Linked DNA regions of Danio rerio: region 1 is linked to region 2. A link is a contact called in public Micro-C data. All regions are on one chromosome and are shown on one strand. Each heading gives the region's core, a stretch centred on a gene start, on an enhancer-like site or on the middle of the called end of the contact. The rest is flanking DNA. Distances are from core to core; before and after follow the strand shown. Region 1 holds the start of c9h2orf80 (chromosome 9 C2orf80 homolog). Region 2 holds the start of kctd12.1 (potassium channel tetramerisation domain containing 12.1).

Region 1 (6,670 bases), core at 3,314-5,813, 140 kb before region 2:
GCCTATTAATCAATTCAATTATGCCATACTATAAAGGTAATGAAGACTCCTCTAATCTACTGTATACAATGAATTCGCAAAACTCCAGAATTAATCAAAACTTAATATTTTATTTGTCAGGTAAAATTGTATTATGCCAATTACATAATAAATCATCAGGAAGCCAATTCAGAGATGAGACTGTAACAATACAACATCCATTAATCAAAGATAAATCAAAGAGTTAAGAGATGCATACCTGACCAGAGAAATACATTGCAGCATAAGTCTCAGAGATGCTGCAATGGGGTGTCTTTTTACAAGATCTCCCCCTGTCTTAAAGCACATCTTACCTTATATACTCAAGTCAAAACAAACAGCCATAAATTCTAACAATAGAAGTGTCACAGAAACCCTGGCCTGGTGAATTTGAGGACTTAACCATCTCTGAGGAGGGAGAGCATCTTATCAAGATCTTATAGAAGTCAAAAACCAAATCAACATAAACCAGTGAAATAATACTGTAAAATTAAGACCACTTTACCAATCACACAGAGACATTTAAAATGATACCAAACATGAATATAGTGCTACAAGATACACCATATTAAAACCTTGAACATTTTATGTGAAATGTGCTCTAATCAGAAGGTAACATAAGGGTCAAGAAGGGGGGCTTAGGTGGAAGGAGAAGGGTGACTTCTTCGCATCACCCACTGCTGTAATGTAGCTCTGTTTCTCCAGCCTGTGTTTGCATTGTCAACAGTGATTTGAATAGAACAGTTAAACAGCTGGTTTCTTCATCACTTCTCTTGTCTAATGAAATTCCACAATAGTTCTGAGGGTCTGATATTTTGGATCCTTACAATGATAACATAATCACCCATGCATAATAATGAGTTTAAATTCTTTGTAAATAAGCTTGTTGTATATTTACTATTAAAATATCAACATTTGATATTTTAAAGGCGGAAGAGAAGTAACATATGTACATGGGGGATCAAAATGATTACTTTGATATACAGTTCATGCATGCGTGTATCTCATCATGTATTACGTCAGATAAACAGCACAGTGACAGAGACACGGAAGCTGAAATACAGCTCATTAGTCAAAAATACCAAGCAAGTTAATTTCATGTATTTGTGGTGAAGTTTATTCAAGCCTTTCTGAAATGATGAGTCTCACACAAATGCTGTTTGGAGTACACACAAACACACATATTAGCGTTTACTGACACCATGTGGCCGTGGTGATTATAGTGGTTAAGAATTAGATAGCAATTTTACTGTCTTTATTACAAACATGCTCTGTTTTAAACAGGTTTTAAACTATAAAAAGCACAGAGAGTAGTAACATATTTTAATCCGTTTATTTGCGAAAAAAAAAAAAAGTTCTGTGGACGCGTGTATGTTATTATAGAAACATGGTGCCTGTCAATCAATTTGGTCGGTAGGAAAACTGCACTTCTATGTCACATTGCGGTGGGCCTCAAAATCAATGGGATTTGAGTGCTAATTTAAATTCAGGAAATTATAAAAAAAAAAGATTTGTTGGGTTTATATCAGTGAAAGTGGACACACTTTTAATATTGTACTATACAAACACTATAAAATACAAATGAAATCAAAATTAGCCATATTGAGTTTGTTAGCTCACATAGTTTTGTGGTAAAACAATTTATCTGAACGTGTCATTAAGAAAAATGTTTAAGGTATTGGGCATTATTAACATACTGTAACCACACCCCTCCAACAGTCAGTTGTCAGTTTTGACGACAAACAGAAATGGTGAGGAGGTGTTTGTTGTTGTCATACCTCTTCTAAAACCCATTTGAACGAAACACCTACTTAACTACTGTACATCTATTCAGATCCCAGTAGAATAAAAACAAGCCACGCTCATTTAATTTTCTTATTTAATAATACATATATATATACATATATATATATATATATATATATATATATATATATATATATATATATATATATATATATATTTTTTTTTTTTTTTTTTTATAAAAGCAATTGCAGCTTCCGGTTTATGTGGACTTTAATGGGTGCCAGCTACCAGCATTTTTCAAAATAACTACTTTGGTGTTCAACAGCAGAAAGAAACTCAAAGTTTAAGTTGAGGTGAACTATCCCTTTAAATGTGTAAAGACTGCGTGTTTAATAAACCATGCTGTTGTTTTCAATCCTGCAGAGATTCTTGTGAGCCTTCATAGTGAGCAGTTGCATCTTTTAAAGATTCTTCACTGTCCTGTATTTGACAAAACAGGTACAACAGTTACAGTACACAGTTTGAGCACTTGATGGCAGTAGTTATCAACTTTTCAATGAGTACGCTCTCAATGCTTTCAATGGAAGCATTAGGGCTCAACTGACTGACACTCACACTGAATGAGGAGCTTGAAGAGGACCTGGAGGAGGACTTCGATGTTTCTGACACCGGAGAGACCTGCTGCTTATCCTGTTCCTTGATCCAGCGTTTCAGAGCTTGGACTGGTAACAAAACAAAATGATGAAAAAAGAAAGCATTTGTTCGCTCTATATTTTCATCAGTATTGCTTCCATATTATGAATTTTGGTTCATATAAAATGTCACATACTGTGTTTTTTTTGAGCAGTCCACTGCTTTGAATGAACTAAGCATGGCGAATGGATGATAAGAGAGGGAAAACGGGTGCACGATGTTGCCCTGTTAAGGAAAAGGCTGTGTGGTTATTTCCTTTTTACAGATAATTATAGATAATTAACTTAATTTTTAAAGTAACTTAGTTGTTAATTAACTGAATTATTTGTTCATTTTGATTTAATGCATAAATGAATCAGCTTTCACAAATTTTATTTATTAAACACAGGTTTGACTTTTTTCCATATTGAATATTAATTGGTCCAATTGTCATCCAACATTTGCTCAAATTAACTACGATAAATGTCATACCTTGGCATCATTATGAGGGTAAGATGCAGATGGTTTGCAATTGTACAGAAACAGAATATCTTCTAATGGTAAGTTGTTCTGAAAATGAGGTGAAACCTGGTTAAAAACCAAAAGAAATTGCAACAGGTTCTTTACCCTTATTATTGACCTTACCAGAAGCATTCCAGCAAAGGAAGAAAGAATCATTGCTTCTCTTTCCAAGCGATTGGGATACTGGCTAAAGTGTCCTAAACTGGCACTTCCTCTACAAGTACAGTTCATGGGCAAATGAGGCACAAATATTTGTAAAAGCACTGCATACATACACCATAAAATGTCTGTGGTAAAAAAAAAAATCTTTAAAAATTATACATTAAAAAAATCTGTAACTTGGTTAAAAGTTTTTATTAATAAAAACGGTGAACAACCATAAACTGACTTCCCAGAATTCTGTGTGAAGTTTTTTTTTAATCAGTTGTGTACATTAAAGGTACATCTTCTTTGGATAAATAATTGATCATGCTGGTGTATAGTAGTTATGTAAACGAAAGTGACTGTCTTCTATTAGAATGTATTCTACTCACATATCATTATCAGCTGTATTCAATCCTTCATCTTTATTGAGCCTCCACAAAGCCACACTTATAGCCAAGTCATAATGTGCCTAAATTAATCAGACAAGTTTCATTCTGAACATGATCAGCAATACATACATGTTCTATTGTGACGTTGTATAACATTTTAACATTTAAAAAAATAAAATAAATAAAAGTTCTAGTCATAGAGATTGTACTGGTCCTTTAATGTGGATCAATTACCAAATCATCCAACATAGTAGAAGTGCTTTTCCCCTTTGGATCAAAACTATCTTCTCTGAATCGTCGTCCAATATATTCACCACTAAAAGAGTTTAGGAGACATATCTTTCTGTAGTCGTTACAAGTTTTAAACATTATTTTAAAGACAAGCCCTCACAAAATAACTATTTCACTAATCTAGATTCAACTCAATGCATTTTAGGCTACTTACAGCAAGGTTTTAACATCCCTCTTGACTCGCTTGGCTTCCATATTTCAGACTCTCGCTGAGACACTTATTAATAAGAAGGTGTTTATTTAAACTCAGTCTGAAACAATAATTTAAATCCACTTATAAAATGATTGCTGAGAATATGAAATGGACATTGCAAATAAAACAAGTTTAACAAGTTCACCTTAGTGGTTAATCCTTTGCCAGGGGCAACACTAAACACATGAAGAAAACTCCAAGCTCAGTTGTTTCCTATTAACAGGAAAAGTTAGATGAACATTTGACAGGGTATAAAACAAACAAGGGTTAGATTACCCAACACCTAAAGCATGACAAAAACAAGCTCTACAAACACTGAATACATTTTAAAAAGAACTTATGCTGTATAGAAAAGACCACAGTTTAATATAATCCATCGACTTTAACCTTGATGCAAAAACACACTTCACCTGTACAAACAGAAAACCAACCTGCCTCATGAATACTAAATACACATAGTTGTATACAAAGATGACTTACCTAAAATTCTAGCACAGATTCTGGCACAATAAGAGAACTACGCATGAGAGGGTTCGGGCTGCTTTCAGACAGCATAAACTGGTAGAACAGACACTCCTACTTGATCTCAGAACTGTAGTCATCTCATGTGAACAGTCCTCTAAATTATTAATTCAGTCCTTCAATCACTTTAACGCTGTCGGCCAGTGTTTGGTTACATAACACACAGATACAACTGCTCAATAGCATGTATATGAAAGCTGCTGTAAAGGGTCCTGAACACAACTGACTTTTATACGATTAGCAGGAATGTAGCACAGCTACAACGTAGAATCAATGTTAAACTACACATAGAGCAGATTCTCTTTATTAAACACTAAAATAAATATGTAAAATTCAAACAATGTTTCCTAAATACACAAAAAAAGGAAAGCTGAGATCCAATGCAATATTACCAGCTGCAGGTAAAATACTTTAAAATCAAACTATTAAACATTTTCATTACATAAAAAGACAAACTTAAAAAAAAAAACATGTCATGGGGACAGGGGGGTTTATCACTCCGAAATGAGTTTCTTCTTTTTCTTCTTTTTATCTTTGAACACTGGAGAGTTTAAGAATTGTGTATCAGTGTACTTGTCCCCTCGCCTCATTTTGCTGCAAAAACAAATAAATAATTAACAAAAATGATTATTCTGCATCAAGGATGAAAAATATTATACTTTTTGATACTGTTCTATTGAAGGACGACTCACCAGTTGATTTTTGGCTCTTTGTAGGTGACTGGTGTTGCTCGTCTTCGCGGTCTCCCTAAATCAGCATTAACTGTGTTTGTTAGACTCTTCATTACCCTTCCTTCTTCTGTTTGAGGTATAAACAAAAAAATATATATTAAAAAAATTATCATCAAAAACCACATCAGAATGATGAAGTTTAAAAGTGAAAAGATTATGCATCTGTATTAAAAATAGAAAATGTTCAGTTCCTAAAACATCCCTTTTCATCCCTGTGCTCTCAATGCAGTGTTTTTTTAGTATTCATCACTTACACAACCAATCAAATGTTTAAGGTGAGTAGGATTCTTAAATGTTTTAAAATAAGCTTCTCCTGCTCACCAAGGCTGCGTTTATTTAATCAAAAATACAGTACAAATTGTAAAAAGTTATTGCTCTATAAAATACCTGCTCAAAAGTAGTTTATCGTTTAATTTAATCATTTCAGTGATTTTCAAGATGAATTTTCAGCTTCATTACTTCAGTCTTCAGACTCGCATGATCCTTCACAAATCACTCTAATAATAATAATTATTATTAATGGTAATAGTAATAAAAGCAATAATGACTGTAGAAATGATTTCATTTAAAACTACATACAATAAGAAAGCAGTTATTTAAAATGTTAATAAATATTTACCTTTCTTTACATTTTATAAATGCTGCCTTGATGAAAAGAATCACTTTCATCATTAAAAAAAGTATGTGAAAAAAGTATTAGTGTATGTTTTTACTCTAAACCAGACAGAAAATCAAAAGTACCATAGATGCCAGCAAGATGATATCCAAGCTTTGTTGGTGGCCATACAAGGGCACCCCTTATCTTTTTTTATTTCTTTAAAATAGCTTGAGTTTACAAACCATATTTTTTCATAATTTCACAGTATGAAATAAATATATTCTCAAGCCATGGAAAATAACAAAGGTTTCTACCAGCTTTAAATCTTTTACTCTTCCTAAATTACAATAAAAAATATACAATAACAAAAATAAGAAGAAGTGAAAAGATTTCTATTTAGGAACTTTTCAGCGATATACAGTTTTTCCCGATTACATTCGTATTTAAATTGCAATCTACTGATGTAAACTACTGACATAGATGTAACATATGAAGTAAAATCCCAGCGGTTTAGAAATGTATGCTTATTTATGTTGATTTGCTTTAAAGCATGGGTTTAAAGTTACAGTGCTCCCATTTATTTTGATTAATTTAGCTTTTTTAACATGTAAAAGCCCACCAAAACTCAAATGTCATATGTGAGTAAAATTGTCCCCTTGTTTGTGAGTGCACTGCTCTGCATGCCTCTGTCACATTCAGTAACATGAATGAGGAATGATTTTGTTCATATGGCTTATTCTGGCTTTATCTTTACCTGTCATTAGAACACACAGATATGGTTGTTCGTTCACGAATTAACTGCTGCATTGCAAGAGAATTCTTGCAATCTAAGCAAGAGCAATTA
Region 2 (7,166 bases), core at 2,839-5,338:
ACAGTTCTAACCACTAAGCCACTCTGATTAAATTGCTTAAAATGTGGAATACAGATGTGTCATTTTGTAAATTAAAATTTGTATTGGACTGCAATTTGTAATCTACCCAACACAACCATTAAAATGTATGTTTTACTTAACACACTCCTTGACAAAGAACAGAGTGGTGCGATGAGTGAACAGACCATTAATACATTTCCCAGCTGAGAGTAATGGTTATTTTTAGCGAAGAATTTAATTTGAATAATCACATTTTCTTCTGACTGAAGTCAGTCTTGTGGTATGTTTTGTTACGCAGTTCTTTGATCTGGTTTTCTGGGACAAGAAAGGTTTTCTAAGAGAACAAAGACTTTGCTGGAAGCTGGAACATGGTGATAGATGTTCAGAAGATGTTCAGAAATGGACATCTTTATGCTGTTCGTTGATCTAAATCTGAATTATTGATAATAATTCCATACAAAATCTGCTTTTTGTCTATCTCAACTATCAACATGTTAAATCCCCAAGTTCTCCTCTGACATTTGCATCACAAATGAGTTCTGTTAGTCACAAAGGATATAGGTCTCTGAATCACATCAGCTAATTAACTGGGGTGCTTCATGGTTCGGTTTAGGGCTGCACAATGTATAGTTTCAGCATTGAGGTGCGCATCCACAATACTCACATCGCAAAGATATGCAGTGTCCAGTCTGAATTAGTTTTTAGTTTGTTTGTTTTTTTTTGTTTGTTTTTATTGCAATAACAACAGGCAATTACAACAGATCACATTAAAAATGATAAAAAAAATTAATGAAGAATGTTGAAGCACATGTTTTTGCAAGTTTTAACTGCTTGTTATGAGACTGTAATGGTTTTAAATTTGGCTAACATTGAGTATATTTACATTTATGTATAAAGAAAACTCTCCAATAAATGAAGGTTCATACAAAAGGTTGAATTAAGGAATTGTTTTACTTTCATGTAAAATCCCAAAATAATATGTCTATAGCTTAAATAAAAATCACCACAAACCTTTTCAACAATTCGAGGATTCTCATCAGACCAGAAAGATTTAACAAAGGGACATTCCTAAAACAAGTGGGCAACAGACAATCACAGAAAGAGCAAGAGACGTCAGTGTCATTTTTGAATTTCTGTACAAATTTTGTAACTGGGGGAGTGACCAAACATACGACTATTTAACACCATTTTTACTTATTTCTTCTGACTGTGAAAACTAAATATTTTTACTTGGTCTGAAAATGTTATTGATATTTGGACTAGAAACAAGAGTTAAAAAAAGCTTTTTGCATTGTGATTAATACATTTCTGTATCTAAATACTATTAGACTCTACAGCAAATGATCAAATAGAGCTGTTCAAACAATCTCCTGAAACTGTATTCATATCGCGATAATTATCGCAGAAAAATAAAATATCGCAATATCAGATCTTTCCAATTTCGCACAGCCCTAGTTCAGTTCTATGTCCTCTTTTCTTTGTAAACATGGTACAATTTGGCCCCAGTCTTTAGGGCACGTGAATTCTACTATCACTGATTTATTTATTTGAATAAAATGACTGAAACACACTGGTTTGTAGTTTACATTGTGTAGCAGTTACACATGACACATGAATGATATATACTTGTGTACAGATTTCATCAATGGATGCAAACAGAGAGACCCGTTCTGTAACCCTAACCTTGCAGCTGGATCCTTTCATTATTTACACTTGAAATGATAATGCCACCTATATTTGTGCACAGCTGCGCCATCTGCATTTCAACAACATTCGTGTCACACAAAACGGAAAGGGATCTATTGTATATTGCATTCATTAGGATTGGCAATGATCCATGATCAGGCCACTGAAATATTCTGGCTGACCCCCAAACCTCTCAAGAGCTCAGTTAATAATACTCCATCCGTCCAAAAAGCAAGCTTGAGGACTGATTTGTTAATGCCAGTTATTTCCCTGCAATTCATTTTCTCCCTGAAAGACTAATGTTTTGTGTTAGAGCTCTGACATCTGTAACTTTTACCCTATTTAAACTCAAACATGCATTTTTGCTTTTCTATGTAAGGTCTTTTTAAAAAGAAACACAAAAATCATGGGATGCATTTACACCAAACAGGAGAGCACGCAGAAGGTGTTCAGCAGCTGGTTACACGTCTTGTTATGCCCTCCAGCCACTCTGGCACACTGGAAACAAACAAAAATGAGGCTGATGCTGAAAGATTATGACAGATTATAATTTATTGAATGATCAACTCTTAGAACAGACAACAGAGACACTTTACAATGCTGGAGTAAAAGGGAGCACTTTGTTGCAATATAGAGAAGAAAAGGTAAACCAAATAATTCCCACTTTTCATCCAAGCAAAATGTGTGCAAAATACAAAATGGTTTAAGCGCTTTTAAGCCTTGCCAAAGAATAAAGTTGTAATGTCATTGTTTCCATCCACTCCACGATTAAGATATTCAACTCAAATTTCTTAATCTGTAACGTTGAAATGCAAATTAGTCTAAAAGTGCAAAGAATTACTGCAGGTAACTTTGGCACCACTATATTTTACAACAAAAAATTAAGGCAGCAGTTCTATTTTTTGTTGTTTAAGCTATTTGAAAAGATGAACCAGAATTTAAGGGGAAAGCCTCATTGAGATCTAGCAGTGATGAATGTCAAACTCTTTCCAGATGGTTGCTTAATGATTCAGTAAATGGATTTTCCTTAAAGTGGAATCATCTTTTAAATCATTCACCCAGTAACAAAAATATCATTAAGAGCATTCATCAAAATCTTACAAATCTGCTCTCTATGCAGTGTTCGGATGAAGCATTTGTTGATGCATGCATAAAGAATAACGAGTACAAAACACATCTGGGAATCTTTTTACAAATAGGCCCTTGAATCTGACTTACAAAAATCTTTATCTGCAAACAAAATGAAATTATGAATTTCTGAATGGAAGTGCTGAGATAGTAAGTTATTCTGCGTTTGTTATTTCTAACAATACCTATAGTCAGCCATTAAAAATTCTATGGAAACAACTAGATATTTGCTTTGTGTGAATGAAGGAAAACTCCAATACACATCTCCTAACCGGATAAAATTTCACTCTCGTAGTAGGACGCCTATGTACACACGCTCTCTCTCTTAAATAAAGCGCTTTTGGCTCATTCTCGACAGAAAACATACTCTGTGTAGCTTGTCCAGACTTTGTCCTCGTTTGGGTCGCTGCTGGAGTACGCGCACGTGCCCGTGGAGCTGCACGCGACCATCTGGAAGCCAAACTCTGACAGTTTGTCAAACGCCTGTTCGAGGAAATTATATTTCAGATAATAGCGCGAGGTGTACCTCTCTGGGGGCCGGTCCGGGTCTCTGCTTTCGTTCAATGTGTCTCCAAACACCTCCTTTGCCAAAGAAGTCTTCCCGCAAACCGTGATCCGCGCGACCCGCCTGAATTTGGCGTCTGTCTGTATGTCTCTTCCCATTGTGTACGAGCCTCGGTAACCAACCGTGATGTACCCAGACTTTCTGGACTCCAGGGAGGGAGAATGTGCGCTGCTGGCGACGGACAGAGTGCGAGAAGTCTCGGGTCCGACCACCGGAGTCGCGCTCGCGCTCGGCTCCTCCGAGTCACTCTGGCAGATCTCGTCAGTGATGGAGTTGTCTTTACTCATTTTGGGACTCAAGAGCTTGCTAAGGTCCCGCAGCTGAAAGAACTCAGCCTCTCTCTGTAATCTACTTTTCTCTGGAAAATAGTCCGGCAGAACCAGGTTTAGATCCCGTAGGTAGTCTAAAATGTAGCGGAAAAGAAAGCCGTCCCGGTCCAGAAAAAAACGACCTTTGCTGTCCCGCGCCAGCTCAGCCGGTGTTTTCTTACTGAACATGTTCCACAGCAGAGAGTCCGGTACGGCTATTAAAGTGGTGTGCCGCGTTACATACACCTGTCCTCCCACGTTAAGTTCGATAATGACGGAAAACGGAGACGCGGAATCAGCGCCGTTTGATATTCCACACTCGGGGTCTGCCAAAGCCATCGCGTCTCCTCTGCTGAAGATGCCAGTCACTCGCGATTGTGCGCAAAGGGCTTCCCAAAGGCTCGGGATAAGGGCAGATGTTTGTTTAAATAGGCTGTGGGAGGGGAGAGAAGACGAACGATGTTAACGCTTTATTGACAAAATGAGACCAACAGCTTGCATGCCTCCTGCTGTCAAAGATCGGATGCTAGTGTATCTCATGCAACAAAAGTGTAAGGATGCTAAATGTAGATAATAAGATGGCGGAAAAATATACGGATAAACGAAATATCCCCCATATCTATCACGCAGTGGGTGAAAACAGTTAATTACAGAATTGACATTTCTCTTGTGCCTTTTGATAAAGAGAATAGCGACATCTGGTGGTAGAACGTGAGAGTTGCGGCTACCAAACTTCACAGTTAAACGTAGGTTACTAGTAAAACGCTTATAAAAGTAATTTATTAACAGGATTAGCAAACGTTTAGATCTGATACAACATGAGCCTGAGTGACTGCTTTTATTACAGGCTTTTATCAACCAGCTACCAATCTGCCGTCAAGTTGGCCAGCAAACGTTTGTATTCATTTTAAATCAATTCACTTTTATTGTCAAATCAGCAGCAGCGGCACATGTAGGCTACTATGACCAAGGGCGGATTTAACCATTAAGCAAGGTAAGCGGCCGCTTACCTTGTTGAATTTAAACAAACACATTAAATTAAGTATTGTTAATTTGTTAATAGTAAACTTAATTTGTTTGTTTAAATTTAGCTAAAATTAATTTTTACAACCACTTAACTTAAAAAAAAATTGTAAATCCAAGGAATCATATTTGAATATTTTTTTTCAGTGTAGTTTATATGAAATTTTTATTTGTAAATTAATTTTAAGAAAACTAATTAATTTAAAAGTTTGACAAGGTGCTTAGCATTTTGTTATTTTTGTTTTGCATCAAAACAAAATGTAGAAAAGCAGTGATATAAGAAAAAAAAGTGCAAAATAAATAAATTAAAAATAAATGAAAATAGCAAAGATGCATTTTATAACTTTTGGGCCCCATGGCGGGAATTGCTTAGGGCCCCCAATTCACTAAATCCACCACTGCTGATGAGTAAAAAGCCCAAGTGCTGGCTCCAGACATTGCAAAATACTACAACATACTTCAAAAAAAAAAACAATATACTATAAGCAGTGTTGACAGATACGTAAAAGACAATAAATTCATTAGGTAAAGCACACAAATGGGCACAGATGGACGAGTACACAGTCAAAAAGGTGTACACATAGTGTGTCATTGTTGTAGGCAATATTGTTTTAAGGTAAGGATTGGGTAAAGTGCAGTGCATGCTACATTTTAATGGTATGCAGTGAGGGGTATGGAAAAAGTTTGTGCGAGGTGTGTTGTGTTCATCAGCCTAATTGTGGGTAGAAGCTTTCCTTCAGTTGGCTGCATGACCAGAAGTAGAAAAGTTCAGAAAAGTCTGTGGCTTGGGTGTGCGTTGCTGATGATTCTCTTGTCTTACCTCATGCACTGCCTGGTGTAGATCTCCCAGAAGGAGGGAGGCTCAGCTCCTACAACAAGGCCTGCCGTTTGCATTTATTTATTTATTTGTTTAACAATAATTATTTTTATGGCATTTTACTGAGTAATGAGCATTTGTAACGTTACCACACCATGAAAAGTTGAAACTACCTAATATTTAAGAGTAAAAACTTTTCTTCAGAACCACATGGTCACTATTTAAGGCCGATATAATTTCAGAATGATTAATTGACCTTGTTACACTGAATGTATGACTTCTAACAAGCTGCATATGTTTCCTGGATACTTCGATCAATCACAACATTTTTAAAAAGTACCTTTGCGATTCACAGGTGTTTTTCTTTTTTTACACTTCTGAAGTGTATACCAGGACTATGATCTGTGCTCCTACAAATTTGAGTGGTGACAATTTAATTCTACAGATTAACAAAGCAACATTTAGGCAGCCTACTGACTTTTTAGTAGCAATATTCAAAATATTGTATGATAAAATAGTGCTCAGCATAATTGAGTACACCCCATTTAGAAAATGAATATTTTATCCTTTTTTTTTTGTGAATATAGGCAATGTATTTTGGTGTATTTAAACAAAACTGATTTATTAAACAGATATATTTAATAAAATAATATTTTTGTTCACCAAACAATTTTGAAATTGAAAGATAACACAATTAAATTCAAACAAAATATTGCAAAAAAATGCAAAATTTCAACTAAACTTTCATTTTTTGCTTCTCTTGATTTTTCCTCTTTTTTATGTGTATTTATTATTTTTCCATAACATATAAATTTGCCTTTACTAGTTTCTGGACTGTTAGAAGTTATTTTGTTAGATAAGCTCCAGATTTGGCTTCAGTACTGACTAATCTAATGTATATGCACAAATATAATATTGTACTGCTTCCTATTAAACATCTGAATTTAAAAGATAGATTTGTGAGGGGTGGTCTTATGCTGAGCACTGTAGATAATAAAATGTAAAAAAATAATAATAATAATTAAAAAACTGTAAAATAGCGCCACACAAAAATACTATAGCTTATACGAACCATTTTGAAACCTAATTTACATAATCAGAAATGCACAATGTGTTGTTTCTAACTACCAAAAATGTCAATAAAAGTTGCTTTGTTATTCTTTTCAACATAATATTTGTGAGTAAAGGGTCAAGGCTTCATAAATTGAAGCATAAATACACAGAAAACACCAATGAATCACAAACTCTGGGAAACTCAATGAAGTTAATTCAATGAAACATTTTACAGTTTAAGACAACAACACTTATTTGTACATTCCAAGAAAGCCAATTTATGTTTATTTAAGAATATAACATAAATGTATGAACATTACACTGAATCACAATTTTTACTATATGACATATTTGTATGTTTTATTTTCAACCAGCCAAATGCTGCAGCAGAAATCCAGCTTCATCAGACCAGAAAAAACTTCTAATTTTATATGATTTCTTTGCTGAGTGTCGTTGCTGTGCTCTTGTGCTTCTGCTGCTGGAGCTCATCTGCTTCACAGTTCACTGTTGTGCCTCCTTTCTAACAAGAAGTTATTTGAGCTACTTTCTTTCAGCTTGACTTTTGTCTGGTCATTCTTCTCTGACC

Evidence for each region. A called contact is a pair of places that touch in the nucleus more often than the background predicts.
Region 1: a Micro-C map of caudal fin shows a contact between it and region 2, with 5 times the contacts expected there. The contact joins the promoter of c9h2orf80 here to the promoter of kctd12.1 in region 2. A contact is called at or near these places in 4 of 18 Hi-C or Micro-C datasets (caudal fin, embryo, hematopoietic stem cells and 1 more) and 3 of 4 datasets of contacts at active chromatin or transcription factors (caudal fin, embryo and gastrula embryo).

What each region holds. Positions count from the first base shown.
Region 1 is chr9:23,597,969-23,604,638 of GRCz12tu, reverse strand. c9h2orf80 (chromosome 9 C2orf80 homolog) reads right to left here and starts at 4,563. Exons shown (of 10, transcript XM_073912616.1): 1 at 4,456-4,563; 2 at 4,121-4,188; 3 at 3,937-3,999; 4 at 3,726-3,807; 5 at 3,492-3,571; 6 at 3,082-3,172; 7 at 2,929-3,006; 8 at 2,594-2,682; 9 at 2,380-2,486; 10 at 2,021-2,244. The coding sequence starts at 3,977. The coding sequence ends at 2,450. sgo2 (shugoshin 2) reads right to left here. Exons shown (of 8, transcript NM_001123299.1): 7 at 5,190-5,295; 8 at 4,512-5,091. The coding sequence ends at 4,992.
Region 2 is chr9:23,456,840-23,464,005 of GRCz12tu, reverse strand. kctd12.1 (potassium channel tetramerisation domain containing 12.1) reads right to left here and starts at 4,088. Exons shown (of 1, transcript NM_194405.2): 1 at 2,221-4,088. The coding sequence starts at 4,026. The coding sequence ends at 3,160.